Regions from separate parts of the Cricetulus griseus genome. Here region 1 is linked to region 2. A link is a contact called in public Hi-C data. All regions are on one chromosome and are shown on one strand. The core of a region is the stretch at or near the end of the contact, and the rest is flanking DNA. Distances in the headings are between cores, read along the strand shown.

The links. Hi-C and Micro-C count contacts between places; a contact is called where the count stands out from the background.
Region 1: a Hi-C map of the CHO-K1 cell line shows a contact between it and region 2, with 4 times the contacts expected there. The contact joins the enhancer-like site here to the promoter of Trib1 in region 2. A contact is called at or near these places in 2 of 8 Hi-C or Micro-C datasets (the CHO-K1 cell line and fibroblasts).

The regions. Positions count from the first base shown.
Region 1 is chr10:28,164,799-28,171,120 of CriGri-PICRH-1.0, reverse strand. All of the region lies in intron 4 of LOC103159000 (E3 SUMO-protein ligase NSE2), which reads left to right. Among named protein-coding and RNA genes, the nearest start is that of Washc5, 96 kb to the left of the region's middle. Within about 2 kb of position 4,925, at least 6 of the 6 cell types and tissues checked have open chromatin away from gene starts, as enhancers often do. A contact at or near this core is called in the CHO-K1 cell line and fibroblasts, where this site is marked.
Region 2 is chr10:27,989,195-27,995,420 of CriGri-PICRH-1.0, reverse strand. It overlaps Trib1 (tribbles homolog 1), which reads left to right and starts at 4,261. Exons shown (of 3, transcript XM_027431600.2): 1 at 4,261-4,660. The coding sequence starts at 4,292.

The sequences.
Region 1 (6,322 bases), core at 3,676-6,175, 180 kb before region 2:
GTCAGGAAACCCCCACTGAGTAACGAACAGCAGCTGGTACTTTCTACAAGTGTATCTGGATCTAGGTGAGGGCTGAGCTGGTAGGAATAATTGGGGAGTTTCCTCTTCTGAACTTGAAAGATAAATTTGCTTTATAAACTTTCGTTTCCAACTGGTCCTTACTGAGTAAGCTTTTTGGAGAAGACGTCCTCAAGATGCCTTTCATTTACTGCCAGTCCTTAGGTTACGCACATTGCTCAGCACAGTCAAAACCCGGCGTGGGAGCTCAAGGGCTAGCCATTGTCGCTGGGATGGCACTGCCCGTGCCTCTCCACGCCCAGGTTTCTCTTTCTTGCTCTGGTAAATGCACAGCTTTAGAGGGAGATGCCGCTTAGTACTGTCCTAACAGCAGAGCTCACGGGAGGCACTCGCTCTGCCTTTCTCCCTTCCTGTGTTCCCCCCATCTCCGATTGTACAGTGCATGTGTGTAACATGGAGCCCGCACGGTTCAGTTTGGCTCACACAGTGATAGGCTTGGCAGTTTTGCAGCACACGGGAATGAGTGCCGCCTCTGCACTAGCCTCCATTTGAAACAGACCCTTTTGATCTGTTTCTTTTCATCTTTCCCCATAAACATCCATGTGTACCGTTCTCCACATCTAGTATACTTGGTGAATGAACATCAGATTAAGGCAGAAAATTAGAAGGTAAAATAAAGGTCTGCTTTAAGACCTTTACAAAGGACCAGTTTACACCGAACAAAAACTCTCATTTATAGTGTTAAGAAATGTCTGGAATATTATAATTGTGAGCCAATATCATCTCTCTGTTCTTTCTATTTAATCACTGCCAGATGAGTTTTGCCTTACAGCAAGGTAAATATGAGTTTAGAAGAAAGAATTAGGGAACTGTGTCTAGGTTTAGAGTACCAAAGGCCAATAAATACTAGGCCAGTCCCCTCAGGCCAAAATAAACACGAGGAGGCGGAGTCAGGAGGTGTAGGTCAGAGCAAGGTAAGCAACCTTGGGAGCAATAGGAGCATCAAGGGCCCAGGGACACACGGAAGTCTAGGACCCCAGCCTCCAGGACTAGGGGGTACACGGGGATTAGAGACAGGTCACATACAAGAAAGGCAGCTGAAAGTAAGCAAGGAGGCTGCATTGTGTAAGGTCTGTATCCCCAGGATTGGTGGGGAGGCAGTGCAAGGCGCTGCACAGCAGACAGGAGCTTGACACAGACTAATCCCCTTTACTTTTCCCTGAGTTTTATTTGTAATAGGCTTTAAAAAAAAATTTTTTTAGAGCAGGGTTAGAATTCTAGAACCAAGCAGATAGTGCAGAGTTCAGGTGTCCTACCCACAAGCACTACTGGCTCCCTGTTCTTAAGGCAGAGCAGTAATGAGGCCTACAGTACAGCAGGTAAGCAGTTGTTAGTATATCGTTGCTCCTTGCGTCTGTTTCGGCTTTACATTTTGATATGTGTATTAAATGTGAGCTAACATAAAATTTACCATGACACTGTTTATGCAGTGTGCTGGCATTAAATGCATTTGCACCGTGCAGTTGTCACCATCACCCACTGCTGGGACCTTTTCAGAATCTTATACAGAAATGTTGTGCTCATTAAATAGTAATTCCTCCTCGCCCCCTCGTTGGTCCCCACTGTGCTAATTCCTGTCTGGGTGCATTTGACTGTTCCAGGCTGCATACAGGCTCATGCACTGCAATGGCTTCAGGGCTGCTCCATCCATCACCTGTATCTCAGTTTGATGCCTTACCAAGCCCAGGGGATTTCCCCGTTCAAACATTGACCTATTGGTGGGCGTTTGAGTCTCTGTGTGTCAGTTCCCGTATTGCTGTGAATACTGGGCGGCATCTGTCCGTGTGAATTCCTCCCTTCAATTCTCCTGTGCATGTGTCCAGACCTAGCATTGCTGAGTAAAATGATGTGTCGTATCTTAAAGAATATTTCCACTCTCTTAAACTCAACTCTTCAGCGGTCCAGTTTTCTCTCTCACATATGCCTCTGCTTAGCTTTGAGTATATTCTTATTGTAGAGATTTAGCTGTTTTAAATTCCTCTAACCCCAAACTTCATGGTAGAGTTGAGTTAGTGAGTCAGTGACCCAGTGAGTCAGAAGGTCATTATTTTATAAATCACTTCTGTTCCCCAGGGCCTTGAGATCCATGGGCTTCAAGTCAGATGTTCTCCAGGCTTGCAGTTCGGCACTTGCTTTCTGGTCCATACGGCTCTTTGAATCACCTGTGCTGTATGCCAAGGCCTGGCCCAGATCCGGACCCTGGGACTTAAAGAGTCCATTCAAGAGAGCTTTAGGGGTTTGACCTATCACCAAGGTACCCTTGGCAGTGTTCTTTAGAGCCAGGAGTTTCAAAAGATCCTTTTGACCACTCTTGCAAAGCTTTTTCCAAATATTGAACGGCCTGAATAGCTTTCTGAGCACCCTGCTTGTGTAAGGATGAATTTTTTCCCTGGAGCATGACTCTCCGATGAGGCTGTTTGTGTGACTGGTGGTGTGTCATCACGGCCATGCCAGACCCATTGGCTGTTCTCCAGACTTGCCCTACTTGGTTAGTTTCTCTATCTTCTCTGGTGGTGTTCTGACCCAACCTTCTCCACTTCGTTCCTTTGCAGTAGTGGCCGTCTACGTGTACAAAAACATTTTGCTAGGAAGGAAAAGAAAGGAAACACGGCTCTTGCTTCACAGGATTTGTGGCCTTGAGCAGGGGTCGGAATCCATGCTTTTTCTGTTCTCTGCCACAGTCTGTGTGCCTGCTGCACACAATGTCAGTACTGACATTGGTAGAGAAACCTAACCTTTTCTCTCTTGCCTAGATAAAAGTTTGTTTTTATAAAAAGAGGCTCTATGATTTGGTGTATATTCCAAGGTACGTGCAGCCTACATAGCGTAGACACCTCTGCTGGGAAAGCTGATTATTTTTGCCAAGTGAAATCCTAGCACCATGTATGAGATGGTGCTAGGAATTCCAGTGATGTAGATTTAGTTAGGAAAGTGCCCTGGCATCTGCTCCTCCATCTTCTCAATCCACTCTGCTGCCCAAGCACAGAAGCCTCTGTGTGTGTGTGTGTGTGTGTGTGTGTGTGTGTGTGTGTGTGTGTGTGTGTAAGAATCACAAGGTGACAGCTTCTGGAGACCTGTTTTATGAAATTGTGAATGTGGTTAATACTAATTGTGTCAGCTTTCTGTGTTACACTAACTGTGTAACACAATACCTGACATAGCAGACCTTTCAGACGGAAAGTTTATTTTGGTCCATGGGTTCAGGGGCCTCAGTTATAGCCACTTGACACTATTGCTTTGGGTCTGTGGCAGCACAGTCTACTGTGACTGGAACACCCAGAGGGGAAGGCCTGTCTACCTCATGGAAACGAGAAGGCAGAGAGAGGGATGGGAATGGGCCAGGTGCCCTTCAAGGGGACTCTCCTCTAGACTCTACATTTTAGAGGTTACATGCATCTCACCGAGACACTACAAGCTGGGACCAGGCTTTTGTGTTTGCCCTTTGAGGAACCCTCAGCTTGGAACTATAGTGCTATTGAATTGTGTGCTCAACACTGGGTAGGGTGGCTTGCTGGTGGCTCTCCTGTGTTGCTACCCAGCTTGCTGCCCCCTGTAGAGTAGTAAGAAAACTTTTTCTGTTACAGAAAACATTAAGGAGGTTACTATGATAATTTTTCATCGTGTTGGGTTTTTTTTTTCCTCCAGCATAAAGACAATCAAATCTTACCTACTCTTTGCCTGTTACTAATTTATTTTTCAGCACCTCTGAGTGTCAGCCGCATAAACAGACTGTCACTAGATGTGATCCTGTGTGAAGATTCCATGTGGTGTCTGTCCACCAAACTTTCTACTGTGTTTGCTAAGTCCTTTAAGCATTTTAGTGTGGTGTACACCACCTCTAGAGAAGTGTGGTTTTGACTCAGTGCAAAGCCAGATGAAACCCCCCAGCAGCAGCAGCCTGTTAGCTCTGTCAGCTCACTGCATGTTAGCCATTTGGGAGCTCAGGAGGCAGGTAGACAGCAGACAGAAGGATAGCCCAAGCTGTATTTGGTGTTGCCAAGGAAAGATGAGCATTTCCACTTTGTGGATCTGGCTGGGCTCCTGGGCCTAATGGCTGCGCATAGACCATACCATAAACACTGTGAAGAGGCAGCCATGGAAACACTTGTTTTCTTGTTGAGCTAAATTTACTCTGAGTTGAATATTAGCACAGCTCCTGGCAGGACTTGAAAAGCAAAAATAGCTTACGCGTGATTCAGTCTGAGTCACTGCTGGTGCTCCTGCTCTGCCTAGAGCTCGACACCGAGCAAGTTGGCAGCCTGGATTGCTACATTTTTTCTAGGAACTCAGACCACATTTCATTCTTGTGAATTTGCTTGTGCAATGATATTAAATAGAGTAATATGTTTATTTTGTTTCTAAGTCAAATGAATTCGAGAATGGTGAAACTGAAGTATTTTTCTTGGGCTTTGTGGAAAAGCAAGGTTCTCAGAATTCTGTGGTCACTGTAAGATGGGATCTTATAAGGGATTATATGGAAATTTTAGTTTAGATACTGGGGCTTCTGGGAGTTTCGTTAGAAAGAACCCCGTGAGACCATTAAGCGGGCTTCATTCATCTGACATTAACAGACAGGACGGCTGTGCCATTGACAAAGCTCTTTCCTTCCCTTTCCTAACAGCAAGGAGGGAGGCAGGCAGGCGTGCAGCCCTTCGGCCACTGTGCCGCCCAGCTGGCTGTTTAACTTGGGAAATGCTTCCCTTCTTGGCAATTATATAATGGGAAGTTCGTGGGTTTTGAAAGGCAGACCAGACCCACCCATGGGATCCCTGTTGGCTTTTCAAAGGCCTCATAGGCCTTACCCGAGTAAACCCCAGTGGCTGTGATGTCGTGATTAGCCTGTTGGCTGACTGTGGGAAAACCTAGGCAGGATCAGTTCATCTCTGGACTCAGGCGGTGCTGAGTCTAGAACTCTACATGAGGATAGTTTTCCCTTGATGTTGCAATTTCTGTCCTAACGTGTTTTTGTTTAGCTTTTGGAGTTGCCTAACAGTATAATTTCAATTGAGGGTTAGCTTCAGTTCTTAGGGTTGTTTTTTTTTTTTTTTCCTAATTTAAAGACACTATCATTTTGTCTTAGGATTTCAATGACTTATATAGAAAAGAGTTTCCTGTGACAGTTTTAAAACCAAAATGAGCCTAACATAACTTTTAAAAGTATTTTGAAATTATTTTACCATAAAATCTTACATTAGAAGATGCAACTCTGGTAGAGAATTTCAACATAATTGCATAAATTGTGTTTCACATTACGGCTTATGTTCTGCTGGACTTCACTGAAATTAGTAAAAGAGCCCTTTCAGAAGGGTCTGGTGAGTTAGCTCTAGTGGGGGTTTGGTTTTTTTTTTGTTGTTTTTTGTTTTTTGTTTTTTTTTTTTTTAAGAACTTACTCATAGTGTATCCTGTGTTGCTAAGTTTTCAAAGTCAGCCATGTCAACCACACCCAAAACCCTTTCAGTGGCTTGAAATCTATTTATCCGAGTTTCTTCCCAGTAAAAGCTCAGAGAGATCCTAAGCATTTCCAGGAGCTGTGCGATGACTGCCTGGAAGCTAACGTTTGGAGACTGAGCTGTGCCAAGTCTTGGGTGTAATGAGTAGTTCCTTCCTTAGTCTGCAGTCAGAGATCCCTTACAACAGGCTTCCAGACTCCACCCTTGTGGCTGCCAGGAATATCCCTGATGGTGTTTTTGCCCCCAAAGGATACGGTCTCTGCCTAGAGAAGGGAACATGGTCTGTCCTTAGCATCCCCCTGGCCCAAGGGCATGCGCATTTTATGCTGATGGCTGTGTTTTGGAGGCGTGTGAATTTTGGTGTCTTTGAGTGAGCTCAGCAGGGTAATTAAGCATTTTCAGGATGAAACTGAAAGGATTAAACCCAGTAGCACTGTTAGTGCAGATCAGATACGTGTTTCTCCCCTTCACCCCTGTGTGTGTGTGTGTGTGTGTGTGTGTGTGTGTGTGTGTGTGTGTGTGTGTGTGTGTGTGTGTGTGTTCATCCATTGAAAGATGGAGCCTCACATGTTGACTGTTGCAGATAGGGTTGTATTGGACCTGGGAGAGCAGTTGACACTCAGTTTTATTCCTTTGGCCATTCACACACAGAGAAGAGATTGCTGGTTCATATATAGTATTACTGCTTTGGGGCCTGTTTGTTTCTTTTCTGGAAACTCTATACTGTTTTCTGCAATGACTGAGCCAATTCTTACCCCTCCCACATCCTCTTGAATACTGGTCACTTTTTGTCT
Region 2 (6,226 bases), core at 3,012-5,511:
AGTGGGAAGCACCACAGAAGGTGTGACTTCGTTGCACTTGGATGCCGTTCACACCTCCTCACTGCAGGTGCTGGGGATGAGTGGGAGCCCATTAGCTTGGCAGAGGGAGAAGAAAGAGTCCGGTGGGAGGGGCTGTTAGGGGCAACTGTGCAGAGGTGTGAATTGGCAGGTGTGTTTGGGGCCCTGCCAGGACCTGGCACGGGTAGGACAGGAGACCAGGAGACGAGAAAGACAGTCTTGAGAATGAAGCCGGACCTGAATGAAGGTCTACTTTTCTAGTCTGGGGTGTGGATTTTCTCTGAGTCCTTCAGGGGCAGGCCAGGGCTTGATGTGATCAGGTTTACGTTTCACCAGGTATAGTTGTGCATTTGAAAAAAAAAAAATGAATTAAGGGAATAGAGGGCAGCTTGACTTTGTGTGTGCACCTGTAACCGCAGCACTTAGTAGGTACCCCGACACATAGTAGGTATTTGCTGTTGTCTGAAAGGGTGGTTTCATGGCTCAGAAGCTCACTGTAGGAATCCAGCATACAGCCTTGCACTAAGTTGGGGGGCAGGCAGAGAAAGAGAAGGGGCTACACAAGGAAACAGACTCCAGGTCAACGAGTTTGCTACAAAGAATTTAATAGGGGGAACTGGTTCCAAAGGTATTGGAAAAGCAGGAATAAAACAGAACAAAGCATAGGGCTGAGGGTGACTCAGAATTTAACAACAGGAAGTCACTGTCACTCGAGGACTAGGAGACAAGGTGGTATCACCTGATCCCAGGAGCCAGAATCCTTACAGTGAGCTGGGCTTATGAAGAGAGGGTGCCATGGACTGGGGTCCCCAGGAGCTACTCATTTGGAAATGAGAAACAGAAGGCAGGAAGTGGAAGGCAGGGAAGGAGCTGGATGGGGCAGGAGGAGTAGCTGGGGCAGGAGGAGTAGCTGGGGCAGGAGGAGTAGCTGGGCTCACTGCAATCTAAGAAGAATTCCATGGCCTCCAGCTGGGGGCTTGGAAACTGGAAATGCAGAGGCCCTGGCAAGAGGACCCGGCCATCATCCTTCCACCAGAGATAGTCACTGGATGTGAGGATGGCCAGTGTGAAGATTGTCAAGGCGGTTCCCGAAAGAGCTTCTGCTATGCCCTTGCGGCAACCAGGGAGGAGAGTCCAGTCTCAAAGAGAAGGGTAGATGTGGGAAGCTCCTGGTAACTCTCCTCTGCCTCCCACCTGCTCCTGGTCTTCCAGAGGCTCCCACCAAAGTGTAGCAAGGTGTGCAAAGCGCTAAGAGAGCTCGAGAAAGTGAGTTTGTGAAGATCATCTCAGTGTTTAGCTGAGGTGTCCTGAAACAATGGTGGTCTTTGGTGATGTAAACGGGTTACGATGAACTGGCTCTGTAGAACTCAGAGATCCACCTGACTCTGCCTCCTGAGTGCTTGGATTAAAGGCCTGCACCACCACCTCCAGGTTTAGAGAAACTTTTTGTTTGTTTGTTTTTCGAGACAGGGTTTCTCTGTGTAGCTTTGGAGCCTATCCTGGCACTCGCTCTGGAGACCAGGCTGGCCTCGAACTCACAGAGATCCACCTGCCTCTGCCTCCCGAGTGCTGGGATGAAAGGCGGGCGCCACCAACGCCCGGCTGAGAAATTTCTTAAACATACTAGCTCCCAACAACCTGTGAAGATCAGCTCCCTGCCTTCCTGGGAGCTGCCCTGTCCTTCTTGGCTAGCCCTCCTGGCCAGCCACTGTTCATAGCTCTCCTCTTAACAGCTCTCCTAACCCAGGTCCAGGGTGTTGCAGATGGAGGTCCCCCTAATGGTTCCTTTCTATGCAAATTGTAGTCTCACAAATGTAGTCTCTTCGGAGACTCCTTGCGTGCTGTTAGCACTTAGCCTTGGAAGGAGACTCGGGAGACAGCCTTTCAAGGAGACACAGCAAGTTCTAGGCTTCCGTTTCTTTCTTGGGGCAAAAAGTAACCCTGTGAAGTGAGCACAGAACCAAAGTGTAGCAAGGTGTGCAAAGCGCTAAGAACAAGGAGCCTGTTCCCCCCACCCCATCCCAGCATTACCGGTTCAATTTAAGTTGTCTAATCCCCAGCGTCTAGCCCTTGGAGATGCTTAATTAGCGTTTGTTGAATGGCTGGAGAATTAATAATGAAAAGGATTTATTCTTGGGCTTGACCTGGTTTTAGAAAATTAATTATTCAGCATAAGCACAAGGATTTTGATAATAGGTATCTGTGCTGAGTGAGGATCCAGGGACTCCAAACTGACCTGGTTTGCGAAAGGGGGGGTGGGGGTGGGAGGGGACAGAAACCCTAACAACACAAAATGTGACTGCAAAGCAGCTTCCAGAGCAGGGTAAGCCAGTTCCAAGGGCACCCAACTCAGGCTGCACGAACGCGCACACGCGACCTTGTCCGGGTGCAGGTAGTGTAGTGTCTACCCCTGGCGGTGGATCCAATGACCGGTACTCCAATACCCTGGACCGCTCTGGCGCCCTAGACCCTACCTAGGGCGTGGACGGAGGCGGGAGGAGACAGGAATCTGGCGGCTGCCACGTGGGCCCCTTCCGCCAGTTCCCCACATCCTTTGTTTCCCACCGGCCGGAGCTCAGGAAGCTCTTTCTGCGAGTCACCGCGAAGGGGCGGCCCAGGAGCCTGGAGAAGAAGCTATTTCCGTGCAAATCGGGGCGGGCGAGCGGGCGAGCGGGAGGGGCGTGGAGGTGGAGGCAGAGCAGAAGGCCCAGTGTTTGCTTTTATTTCATCCAACAGAAGGTTCTATTTGTGGAAGCGAACAGACGCTGGGGATTAGAGCCGGGAGGAGGCAGGAAAAGGAAGGGGGAGAGAGAGAGAAAAAAAAAAAAGCCACACTCACTACCACGCACAGGTCTTTCCCCGGAACTACCGCGTGGGGGGGTGGGGTGGGGTGGTGGTGAATGACTGCAAATGGAATGCATCACCTTCCCTCTCGCCCCTTCCTCCGGGCTGCAGCCGCGACTCGGCGGCGCCCGCAGCTCCACCGGGAGCTCCCGGAGTGCAAGAGCCACGGGGGACGTCCCCACCGGGGCTGCAGCCAGCGGCTCCCGCCGAGCCCGGACGGAGGGGAGCCGCGCGCCGGCCGGGAGCTCGCACTCCATTGTGTTGTGTGAATGGTGCGCGCGCGCCAATCAGCGGCCGCCTCGCCCCCGCCCAGCCCCGCCCACTTCCCCGGGACCCTGACGTCACGGGAGCTTCTCCTCCGCCCCCCTCCTTCGGCTCCGGGCCGCCGAGCCCGCGGGGCCAGCGCTCGGGTGCGCGCAGCCTGCCGCCCAGCCTAGCCCCGGGGGGCGCGTGCAAGCGTGCAAGCGTGCAAGCGTGCATGCCTGCGCGCGCGCCCAAGACGGCCCCGGACGGACGGACGGACGTTCCCACCTGCGCCCAGGCGCGCGCAGTCGGGAGCATCCCCGGGCCTCCGGCCACCCCCGCTGTCCCCCGCTTCCCACTCCATCACCCCTCCTTCCCCCCCTCCCCTCCCCAGTCTCCTCCCTCCGCTCCGGTGACTGTGAGCCGGGGCGACGGGGCTGGAGTCGTCGCAGCCACCTCATTGCACAACCCGGCTTCCCAACTGTTTACACAGCCCGGCCTGTGAGTGTGTGTGTGAGTGTGTGTGTGAGTGTGAGTGTGTGTGTGTGTATACAGCGTGAGTCACCGGGAGGCGGAGGAGGTGGAGGAAAAGGAGAAGGAGCGCACAGGCCGGCATCAGTGCGGCGCACACACTCACATCCAGCCACTCTCTCTCTGAGCGCGGCTCGCACGCTCCACCGCCCGCCCGCCCGCTCGCACTCCCGGAGCGCGCAGGATCCCGAGCGGCGCGGCAAAGTTGTGCCGGCTTCTACTCCCCACTTAATTGCTTTTGGAAGTGAGTGCCTTGGCTCCGGGAAGCCACCGAGCCTGCGGAATCCGATCCTCCAGACTCCAGCGCCCCGGAACCCGGGGAAGCCGGGGAAGCCGGGCCGCCTCCCCGTCCCGGGACTCAGCCCCCAGCGTCGGCAACAATAGCGGCCCCGATCGCCGCCGCCGCCGCCCGCGAGGCGCCCAGACCTGGTGGCCGCGGGAGTCTGGGGACCCCGGGTGGCCTCCCTCCCCAGCCCGGACGCGTGGCCAGCGTGGTCCTCGTGTGGAAGACGCCGGCGTCCGGGAACGGCTGTCGTCGCGCACCTCTCGGGGACCGATCGGAGCTCCGTCTGCCAACGGCATCCCGAGGGCTGGAAGGAATCGCAGCGCCGAGCCCGGGATTTCCAAAGCCGGGGCCGCTCCGGCCAGGGCCGCGATGCGGGTCGGTCCCGTGCGCTTTGCACTCGGCGGCGCCTCGCAGCCCCGCTCGGCTCCGGCTCTGCTCTTCCCGGCCGCCCGGGCTACCCCGGCCAAACGGCTGCTGGACGCGGACGACGCGGCGGCCGTGGCGGCCAAGTGTCCGCGCCTCTCCGAGTGCTCGAGCCCCCCCGACTACCTCAGTCCCCCGGGCTCGCCCTGCAGCCCGCAGCCTCCGCCCTCCGCTCAGGGGACCGGCGGCGGCGGCAGCTGTGCGAGCGCACCCGGGCCCAGCCGCATCGCCGACTACCTGCTGCTGCCCCTAGCCGAGCGCGAGCATGTGTCCCGGGCGCTGTGCATCCACACCGGCCGCGAGCTGCGCTGCAAGGTAAGCATCCCGGGGGCCAGGGCTGCGGGCCTGGCACGAGGGCTTGGCTACCCCGGATCGCGCCCCGGCCGGAGCTTTGGGGTTGGCAGAGCCGCTAAGGAAGGGCTTTGAAAAGTCGGATCAAGAGGGCGTTTTGGTCAGCTTCGCCCCTGAGGGCTTTCCTGTGGAGTGTTCTGCTGAGGGACCCGCGGTCTAGGGCAAGTGGAGGGGTTCATCTCGGTGCTTTTTTTCTTTGGCGCTCAAGTGTGGCTAGCGCGTGGCGTCCCATTTAAGTTTGGAATTGCAATGGATTCCAGGGCCATGCCATTGCCCTGCTCTCATCCCCCCCTCCTCCCCCTGCCCTGGACGGACGCCCTGCAGTGGGTGCCTCCTCCCGGCTTGGAGCAGCTGGCAGGCTCTCAGCCGGACGTTCGCGGCACAGGCTCTGCAGACACGGTGTCCGGCTTCTACCCAGGGGGTTCTGGCTGGAACCAGAATACAGCCCACCCCAGGGAGTCGCGGGCCTGCGGGGGTTTAAGCCTGGGAGGGGCTCCAGGCCTGATTGAGAAGAGTGTTGAGGAGCTCCCAGGGGCTCTCGCTTCCACTCGCTGTAGTTTGCGTCCGCCAGTTTTTATTGCAACCTTAGGGGGAGTACAACTCCATAGGGGATGGCCCGGCTCTCCTGGAGAGCGCGGAGCCGTGGACGGTCTGTGCTTGGTGAGCGCGACGCTCACACCCTGGTCCACCGAGAGCCCCCACCGACTGCTTTCATTCCCCTGGAGTTAAGAGTGGCTCCTGGGTTTTCAGCAGCTCACCTGAACTCCCCTCTCCCCGCTTGCTGGTGCCACCTACTGTCTACTCGCGTGAAATCTCAGATGCGTGGTCAAGCCCAGAGGGGGGGAAAAAACCTTTTTTTCTTGGTGGATGAGAGCAGTTTTGGAAGAGAAACTTGTGTGGAGGGGTGGGTGGGGCGGGAGGAGAGAGCAGCAGAGGGATTCCCCCCCCCAGTTGGTACCAGAGCAGCCACCTCAGAGGTGGGGTGGGTCTGGGTCATTGTGCAACCCCTTCCAGTTCCTCCGAGCAGATAATAGCTGAATCCAGATGGTGACAGCCCGTGTGTCACCATTTCCAGTTGCGTCTAGGATATGAGTAACCGGAGTGAACAAAAGGCCCTTAAAGAGACCAGCCAGCAGCTTCTTAGAGGATTTGCCCTCCGTTCTGGGGGTGGGGCAACTAAGGTGGGGGGAGGCGTGTAAACAGATGAAAACGGCTTTTCTGAGGTGCCCATCCCCTCCTGTCGGAAGGTACACCCCAGGCTGCCTCCACCTGAGTCACAGCCATAGGAAGGTTGCTTAAGGCAGCCTTGTCAGTCTCTCCCTCCAAGTCATCAGTCCCTCTGACTAATGACATCTCTACATGTTTGCTGCCTCTGCTTCCCCTTGGAGGCAGCGAAATCGCCACATTCCTTGGCTGTGCTGAGCTGAGCCTTCTGTGTTTCATTGTTGCTTTTCACCCTTGCAGGGATGCTGGGGTCCCTTCCCTTAGCTACCTTGTAGCAAGCCTTATCTATTAGGAAGATCCAATCCA